2 separate regions of the Aedes albopictus genome follow, and region 2 is linked to region 1. The links are chromatin contacts, called in public Hi-C maps. All regions are on one chromosome and are shown on one strand. The core of a region is the stretch at or near the end of the contact, and the rest is flanking DNA. Distances in the headings are between cores, read along the strand shown.

Region 1 (4,508 bases), core at 341-2,840:
ATCATTCTTCAGTTCATCGAAAATCGATGATGCTCTGGAGTAACCATGGGAAGTAGAGGGTTGATACAAAATCGAGTTGCCTGCCTTAACCCCGGAGCGGTCGCGTCGTGTACTGGGTACACGCACCATGAAAAATGCTCGCATGTGGTACACAGCGTAAGCGGGGCGTCGCTGCAGGTAGTCAAAGACGCGACTACTCGAGGGTTAATTCTAAATTATAATTCATTTATTACAAATACCAGCCTTACAGTTAAAATAAGAACTATTTGAACACACTGAAGATAACCTTTAACAATCGCGACACCACAGATAATAGACGGTACCGTCATTTCGGGTTTCCTGGAGAATATGTAGGTGTCGCAACATTTGCAGTTTTACGTTCACCTTTTTGTCGATTAGCCGACCCATCTTCCGAGCAATGTCCCCTTGTGTGACGAATTTGATATCTGCAATGGAAAAGAATGTACAAACAATGAGTTTTTTCAACACTAGTTGCTATCGGTACCAACGTTTGAATTACTTACTTGGAAATGCTGACTGCTGTTGGTTGAAAATCTTCCACAGGGCCAGGTCCTGCTGGTTCGTTACGGCTTTCTTGTTCTTGTATAGCAAGGAGTACTTCTCCTCGAAACAGGGCACGATAACCGATTGCATGAATGCCACCAGCTCGTCCAGGTTCTCGCGGCCTCGCATATACTTGGGAATTTGATCGAACTCTTCGTGGGTGATATTGAAGTTGAAATCCACAAACGACAGGCATCGAGGTTTCATTTTCGTAACGAAGGGCGATTTTTGATAATCGGCGAGAAACATTTTATCCGCGATTGTCTTTTTGGCGGAATCGACGGGGTTTGTCTGCCCGTTCTGTTCCCGCAGTACGTGCTTCCTCTGGTGATTGTCGTCCTTCAACTGTTCCATCAAATGAATAACAAGCATTTGGTTGCGCTGCATTTTCCTGACAACGTCGACATATTTCGGACCGAGTTCGCTGCGGAATTTGTCCAACGACAGTTTTGCCTTGTGGAATGCACTAGTCGTATCGAGACATTGTCTGTTCAGTTCGTTCATCTCAAGAACAATGTCGGGCTTACAGGCCTGAAGTTCGAAGAAAGTTTCTAATCGATGAAGTAGCTGCACTTGCCTTTCTAGTAGAGTTGTTATATTTTCCATTTTGTAAGCGTTACCTGATGATGAAAAAGAAAAAAAAACAAATCAGTCAAATTAACTCATTTCAATAAATAAATTAGTAAATTAGATTACCTACTATTGAATCAAACAACCTACAAACGGTCAAAACTGTGAATATGAATTCTGAGCGTTGTATATAGATGATTATTGGATTTGATATGTGTCGCGAGACACGTTCGTGCTTTCTGTTTTGATACTTTTTTGCGCTTCATAGAGTTTTTGGCTTCATGTAGCACTCATACCAACACATTAACCCAAGCACCCCAGTGTGTTGAATTTAAATGTGAGAATAAATACCTTATACGTAGATAGGGCTTTGGCCTTAGGTTTTTGGGACGAAGTAAAACAGGATGAAATAGGACTTAGGTAGGGTCTGGGACCATTCGGGCAGGGGGCCTATTTTGATTGCAATCATTAGTATCCACATCAGACCGAATATACCTCTGCGTCTCACATAGGCGTAAATGGACCAAATTCCTGGCCATAAGCAGAGCCGTAGCGTGGGGTTGGCCAGGTTGGCCCCCGCCAAGGGCGCCAACCTCAGAGGGGCGCCGAAAAGGCCTAAGGCTAGAAGGAAACTGGATGATGCTAATTATAATTATTATGTTTTATAAAGAACACTTTACCAGATGAGTTGACATTCGTGTTCAATCGGATGTTGCTTATGTTTTCTGGAATGTTGTCAAGATTTCACTGTTTATAATATTTGAGATTGATAATATATTTTTTTTTTCATTTTTCAGTATTTTCAAAAACTCAGATTCCTCTAGTTTATTCTAAGCATTTACCATGATATGAGCAGGGAGTTTATCTACTATTTTATTTTGAGAAACCATTTTCAAAATTCTAGTTTCTTTCTAAAAATTCCTAAACATTCTCACTGAGGATGGTTTGAGATTACTTCCGAGGGTTTTCTTCGCATTCATTGAAGTATTTATTTTATTCCTTTAGAAATTCAGGAAGTTAAGTAGAATGTTTTTCAGGAATAAGTCAAACGATTCCTCCTGATATTTCTCTAAAGATTTTATTAGATAATTGAACCTTAGTTATGTCAAAGTTTCAGCAAATATTCTTACAAAAAATCTTTCAGTGATAAATTTGTAAATTTTCTTGAAGGATAGCCTCAGAAATTCCTCCTACTTCTATTTCACATTTTTTTTCCTGGGTTTCTCCTGGAAAATATTAAAAAAGGTTCATTATAAATTTTCCAGAATTGTCTTCAGAAATCTTCCTAAGAAGATTCCTGCAAAAATATCTACAAGGTTAACTTTGAAACCCTTCAGTAATTTGTACAGAAAACCCTGCAGATTTCTTTCGAAATTCCTGCAGGGATTTCTTCAGCAATGCCTTTAAGCATTCGTTCAGAAATTCTTCCTGTTATTTTTTTAGAAAATATTTTATAGATTTCTTTAGTAAATAATTTGACCAAATATTTTTTCAAAAAGTGTTCTATAGATTCCTTCAGAAAAAAGGCAACGACAACATTAGAGCTTGGAAAATCTTCAAAAATTGTTCCATGTTCACTAGAGATCCAAACATTTCTGGTAGAATTTCCATGGAAAACATTTTATGAATTTCATAATAAATTGCTTCAGAAAACCGTAAATATAGAATTTCTTCAGACATCACTAGGTTTTCCGTTTGGAAATCTACCATTGATTTGTAACAAAATTTCTTTAAAGAATTCGATTGAAAGCTTCCATGGATTCCTTCAAAAATTTCTCTGGGATTTCTTCATAAAATTTTCTACGGATTTTTTGTAGAAAATCCTCAAGAGATTCTTTAAGAAACTTTTACCGGGATTCCTTCAAAAATTTCAGCAGTATTTCCGAAATTCTTCCAGGGGTTCTCCACGAATTCCTACAGGCATTCCTTCATATATTTCTTTACAAACTACTACAGAAATTCCTGTAAGAATTATTACATGAATTCCGTTGGAAATTCTTGCTGAAATGTCTCCTGGATTTTCAGATAAACCGGATATTCCAGCAGAATTCCTTCAGAGATTCCTGCATAATTTTGTTTAGTAATACCAGCAGGAATTATTGCACAGATTTCAACAAAAGCTCATATAGAAATTTCTTCGGGAATACCTCGACAGCAGAACCAGCTGTATAGCAGTTTCTTAAGCTAAACCTTGCTTTAGAGTGGTATATTGCATCCTACAGCAAAAATGTATGTTGGGTTATCCTGTCTATAGCTTGTCTAATGATTAATGAAAAGTTTGTCACAGATCTTCTGTGAAATATTGTAATTAAACTTCAGAAGATCTGTTTAAGTTAATGGAAAAATTCTGGTAAAACCAATTGAGCTAATCGTCGAAAATTTGTAAAATAAATCGTTTGAGTTTTCCTGAAAACCCTTGAAAATCAATTGAGTATATTTTTTAAACATCATTCAGTTGAACAAAAAACCCAGGAAAGAAAAGAATCTGTAAGATAACTTGAAGAAATGTATTCATCATTTATGTCATTTCTTATTATTATGTTGGTCTTAGTGAAATTCTTGAAATACAAAATGTGTTTGCACTTATATTCGTACAAGAGAAATAAATTTTGGAAAAAAATTAGGTGACATCCATTGAAAAATAAAAGAAAAACACGAATGAAAAATACTCAAAAAAATAAAAAATCGAGGGACAACTTGTTTTTTCGAAACACCAAAACCCAACTTTTAAACATTTAAAACAAAATGAATAACTACAATCTTTTTAAAAAACACAATCACCAATTGTCGTAGGGCGCCAATCTGTATGCTTGCCAAGGGCGCCATGGGACTACGCTACGGCTCTGGCCATAAGTTAATTTTTTTCTGTGGTTTTCCAAAGGTAGAGAAACGACTTTTTCAACCCGTTTTTGTTCTAGCGATGGCTATGAACATATGAATACACATTAGATCTGTTCACTTTGAAACTTTTTTTCTCCGATTCTCCTTGACATATCAAATTATCAATCCACAAGCAAAAACAACTTTGCCGAAGACACTACGGTGTTCAAATTGCGTATTTCGAAGTTATTCAACAATTTTAGTTGAAAAATCACGAAAAAGCACAATATTTTTACGGTTTACATATATAAATTATGTAAATTTACATTATTTTACCTGACTAACTCAATTAGCTATTACTCCTACATATGTGTTACGAACTTTTCGTCCATAAAGACTGTATTCGATGAAAGAAAATATTGTATAACTTTTGATTGCGTTCGCGAAAATAGCTAATTTGTTTACCATGAATAGTGTAGCTAATACCATAAATTTTTTATCAAATTCGGTTGAGTATTAGCGGAGATATACCGTGACCGGCCCTAATTCTGCGC
Region 2 (4,800 bases), core at 1,076-3,575, 410 kb before region 1:
ATCAAAGGAACTTTCTTACTGATCCAGGCATTTGATGCGCTGTTGGAGTTCTTTTCGTTCATGGGCGTTCGACCCGATTCGGGAGATTTTGGCAACGGAGGCTTAAAAACACTTGGAGGCGCTGCTGAGCGAACGGAACCCGGTGGATTCAGAATTGGTGTCTGTTCGTTCTTATCTTCGAATTCATCGAAGAAATTGTCCAAAAACTCATCCGGGTTTTCGACTCCAATGTCCATACGGTCATTAGCATCAACAGTTGGCAACTCTTCAATCCCAGACATGTCGTGATCAGATTCCGGTGTTTCCTCTGCTGGATCTGGTTCTTTAAACACATCTAGGATATCATCAGGAATATCCATATCTCTGGAACAGTACTCATCCAGTTCGATTGGCTTTTCACTTGGTAACGCCTTAATGATCGGCACCTCCTCAACGCCAGTGCTCTGTTTAGTCCTGAGTGGAGAGCTTCTTTGGGATAATCGCTGGAACCATCTCTTGGAATCTTCCAAGTAATCTTCGTCCTCGTCGTCATCTTCGATATAGATTGGAGCATCGTCGAATACGATTGGTGTTCTTTGTGGAGAAGCATTTTCGACTTTGATTTTTGTTACCTCGGGCACAGGTTCCGGCTCTGGTTCCTCTTCTTGAGATTCCACCTCCAGTAGCTCTTTCTTCACTTGTCGGTAGTACGATTGTGTTAACGCAAGTTCGCTAAAGTCTTGTTCATCTTCCGCTTCATCACTGTCATCTAAAGTGATAGAAAGAATTGTTTTCTGAGGTCCGGATCGCTCTGGGTAGGAATATGAGTCCTGAAATAGTTCATCGATTCCATCTTTCAACTTCTCCGCTCCATTATGCTCGCTCTTACAGTCTCCATTCTGATTAATGTTGGCTTCTGCTTTATCAGCTGATTTTTTCCGATCTCGTGAGTCTGATGAACTTCGTTTATGCTTATCTCTATCTTTGTTTCTATCTTCTTCCTGTTTCTGCAAACTTTCACTTTTGACATGTCTTTCCAGTTGCCTGTTTTCCTTATTCGCATGTCCTTTGGTGAGGTCAATTTCTTCATGGAGTCGAGGCCCTTCCAACTCCTTAGCCTTCTTTTCCGTTTCCTTTAAAATGCGTTCATCCATCCGTGTCACCCGCTCTGCCGATTCCATCTCCTGTACTGCCTCTTCATCTGATGACAGATCAATCCTTTCCACAATGCGAAACAGCCGTTCATCTCTCGGAACCGGCACCGGAGCCTGGTCCTTCTGGCCTTCTTCTGCCGCCATCCGCTCCAAATCGAACACTTTGACATCTTCCGGTTCCTCATCGCTACCCAGGATCACTTCCACGTCGCCTTCGCGAACGATTCGGTTCCGATCCCTGCACACCTGGAACAACAACACATGGTTGTTTTCCCGGTAGAACGATTCATCCTGGAAGCAGGGCGTCCCGATTCCAATGAGATCACCTTCCGAGAGAATCGTCGACCCTGGGTGCTCTTTGCAGAATTTCCGATTGTTGACGTAGGTTCCAGTTGTGGACTGTAAGAAGCGTAATTCAATAGCGTTCCTCAGAGAGATGAGATTCAACGAATCTTACCGTTTCATCCGTCAGGGTAGCAACGCCGTGCTTGCTCCGAATTATACAGTGGCGCTTGGATATGTGCTGGAAATGGACCTGCAAAATATCAAAGGGTCATAAATGTTTTTGTTCCATTGTATTACATTCCCACTGGGGCAAATAATTTTACAAAGTTTTCATTAGTAAATTATATTATATAGGTAGCTTGGTTTGGCATGCACAAAGTCGAAGAAATTTCTAATCCCTCCATCCCTGACGAGCTATAAACTAGTATCCTGGCTAATCTTCCACTAACCTTATCCAGCGGAATGGCTGAGCGAACCGAACGGCTGATGTCCGTTTGCGCTTCGATGTTTACGGTCAGAAAGTCCGTCTGGTGCAGCCGCCGCAGATACCAACGGGTCGATTCTCTGCAACCGGTAACAAATTTAGCTCATCTAACAAGAACTTCTTTTCCGGAGCGCCCTAATCCTCCCCGATGTAAACAAAAGCAGATGCTCGGCATCACTTTCTTGTTCTTACCTGTAATCCATCACTAAGAACGTTTTTCTCAAATCCCTGGCTTCCTCCAGCCAGGAAGCACTAAACGGTGTCAAAAAACCAAACTTCTATCCACCAGGCTGCTGTTTTATCGAAAAATTGCAAAATTATAGATCACAAAACTAGCAAATCAGCTATTTTGATACGGAAATCACGACTGCTGCTGCTCGTTCTGACAACTGCGACGTTTTATTTGTAAAAACTGCTGATGAAGCGCAACATTCTCGTGCGATCCCCCGCTGTTGAGTGATGTTGCGCCAGTTGCGCACATAGTTCAATTGCACTAACACTATAACCATTTGATGGTGGCAAACAAACCATATTGAACACGTTCGAAGTGGTTTATTTTCAACCATACTGAAGGTTTGTGTAGGTTTGTGTTAGTGCTCGATCACAAATGGCTGTGTCCTGCGACGTAGCACACTGCAGTGCTGCCAGCATCATCGACACATTTTGCTTGTCAAAAAACGACTTCCCGATGTGGTGACATAACATAAAAACAAACTGTCCACTCGGTCAGTTCCTTTCAGCGATAACAGTTTTTATCAAAAAATACGGTAATTTCCAATATTTTACCAGAAATTTCCATACCATTCAACAAAACAAAACCCCTCTTCCAGATGTGGCCACTGCTGTCCCAGTGCAGAACGGTGCTAAGTACCGCTTTGTTGAGTTCTCTGTCCCGCACTTCAGCGAGCTTGTTTCATGTGCTTGCCGGTGGTGCCAGTGGCGGTCGGATGGGCGCCAATTCACCCCTCGCAAATCAATCCTCCAGCCGATTGCTGCTTGACCGATTGCCGAATCAGTTGCTCACTCCCGCCCTCGGTTCAATGGTCAATCCGGCCTGTGGCTTCAAAGTGAAAGGGCACCTGAAGCGGCGCTGTAAGGACTGTTTCTTTGTCGTTCGGCACCAGCGGCTGTACGTGATCTGCAAGACCCACCCCAGGCACAAGCAAATGTCGATGAAAAAACGCGAGAAGAACACATGGATACTTACGGATGCCACCCAGGGTCCGGTTCGGGCGTGGTAAATATGTATTTGTCATAATAGAGCGATTAAAAGATTTGCTAAATTTAAAGTTATAATACTGTAATATATTTTTTTCGAATAGTCCCAAGTTAAATTCGTTCAAACATTTAAATAATTTCAAAGGAATATTGTATTCTAATCAAGATGTACAAAATTGGCGCCAGCAAGTTATTCTACATATAGTATTTACAAGTCAGTATAACTATTAAGGTCGGATTTATAAGAATAACTTTCTGGACCTTATATATCTCTGTGTTAAAACCTTCATGTATGTTTGTAAGAATGATTAGTACTTTTTAGTTTTTTTTTTATTATATGGGTTAGGGGCGATTTCTTCACCCTGGCTTAAGCGTTAAGCCAGGTTTAACTGTATGGGTAAGCCTGGCTTACCGGTTAAGCCGAGGTGAAGAAATCGGCCATTAAAGACACATTTTACGGGCCCTGCATCATCATTACCAATTTTTCAAAGATGATTTTGGGCATATTTGACATTTTTATCGCATTCTACATTATTCTTGTCGTCCAAAACTGTATTCAACATGATATTAGTGTGACATTAAATATTAATTGAACGACGATTAAGATTAACATTAAAATTGTGATTTTAGGGCATTTTAGTCAATGCTGCTATATTTTAAACACCAACGCACTAATTTTTAAAAGTAAATTATTATGCAGATTTTTTAGCATACAAACATTTTTAATTTTTACAACTTTGAGGTAGGTATGGCTGGTCAAAGTATAGGCCTTTTAAGCATTGTAACGCTTTTATCATAAAAAATCAACATTTATGGTCTTTGTACTCCAAAATATCTTTCAAATGAATGAGACTAAAGAGTTATAGCTCAATATCGAGTTTTGCAACTTTTCAAAATAATGCAATTTACTAAAATTCAAATATATTGCGCTTTGTTCAACCAATTTTAAATCTTTTTCAATAAATTAAAAGCTGAATACAATACGATTCGATCATCTGAATACAGGTTTTACGTCAGATTGATGAAATTCAAGATATTGGCGAGTTTTAGGGACGATCTTCTTAAATTTTAGCAAAATTCCCAAATGTTTTTGATGAAATGTATTTTTTTTTTTTCAATATGAAAAAACAACTTAAAAATTCTTTCTCGACGTTTATTTGACATATCATATGTAGGCGAGTTACAGTAAAAATTTCAGCTCAATCGGAGCATTGATTACGGAGAATAAGATGTTTGAAGTGAGCGACTTTGCTTAAAAATAGAACTAAAATCGATTTCAAATCATCAACCTTGTATGGAAAGTCGAAAAAATTTCCGCTCTACTGTAATTTTTTTCTTTCGCGTTTTCGAACTCAGGGTATGATTCTACACCAAAAATGATCATCAGCTTACCGAGTTCAAAAATGCTGTAAACTAGTGTAATGTTTTAATGTTCCTGTAAATCGTTGACGGCGTTTCGACCATGTCGCCTGCAACAGAGGGAGAGCTGTTTGTCTTGTTATTTGCCGTCTTCGGTTGTTGTCTTCAGCAGAGTTGTTAGGTTGGTCAGACACTTACAGTTGATGAATAGTTTGATTTCAAGTTCCACCAACAGGCGGCGCTGGAGAACTTACAAATTTTAAATTTCTTATGTCTCATGATCCCAATTACTTAGAAAGGCGTTTTCTTCAGCAAAGCTGT

The links. A called contact is a pair of places that touch in the nucleus more often than the background predicts.
Region 2: a contact with region 1 is called in a Hi-C map of whole body, with 4 times the contacts expected there. The contact joins the promoter of LOC109431662 here to the promoter of LOC109431660 in region 1. A contact is called at or near these places in 2 of 3 Hi-C or Micro-C datasets (embryo and whole body).

Annotation. Positions count from the first base shown.
Region 1 is chr2:334,959,664-334,964,171 of AalbF5, reverse strand. LOC109431660 reads right to left here and starts at 1,590. Exons shown (of 3, transcript XM_019707906.3): 1 at 1,285-1,590; 2 at 525-1,184; 3 at 1-446. The coding sequence starts at 1,170. The coding sequence ends at 289.
Region 2 is chr2:335,367,953-335,372,752 of AalbF5, reverse strand. LOC109431662 reads right to left here and starts at 2,325. Exons shown (of 9, transcript XM_062852560.1): 1 at 2,095-2,325; 2 at 1,868-1,982; 3 at 1,591-1,668; 4 at 1-1,532. The coding sequence starts at 2,105.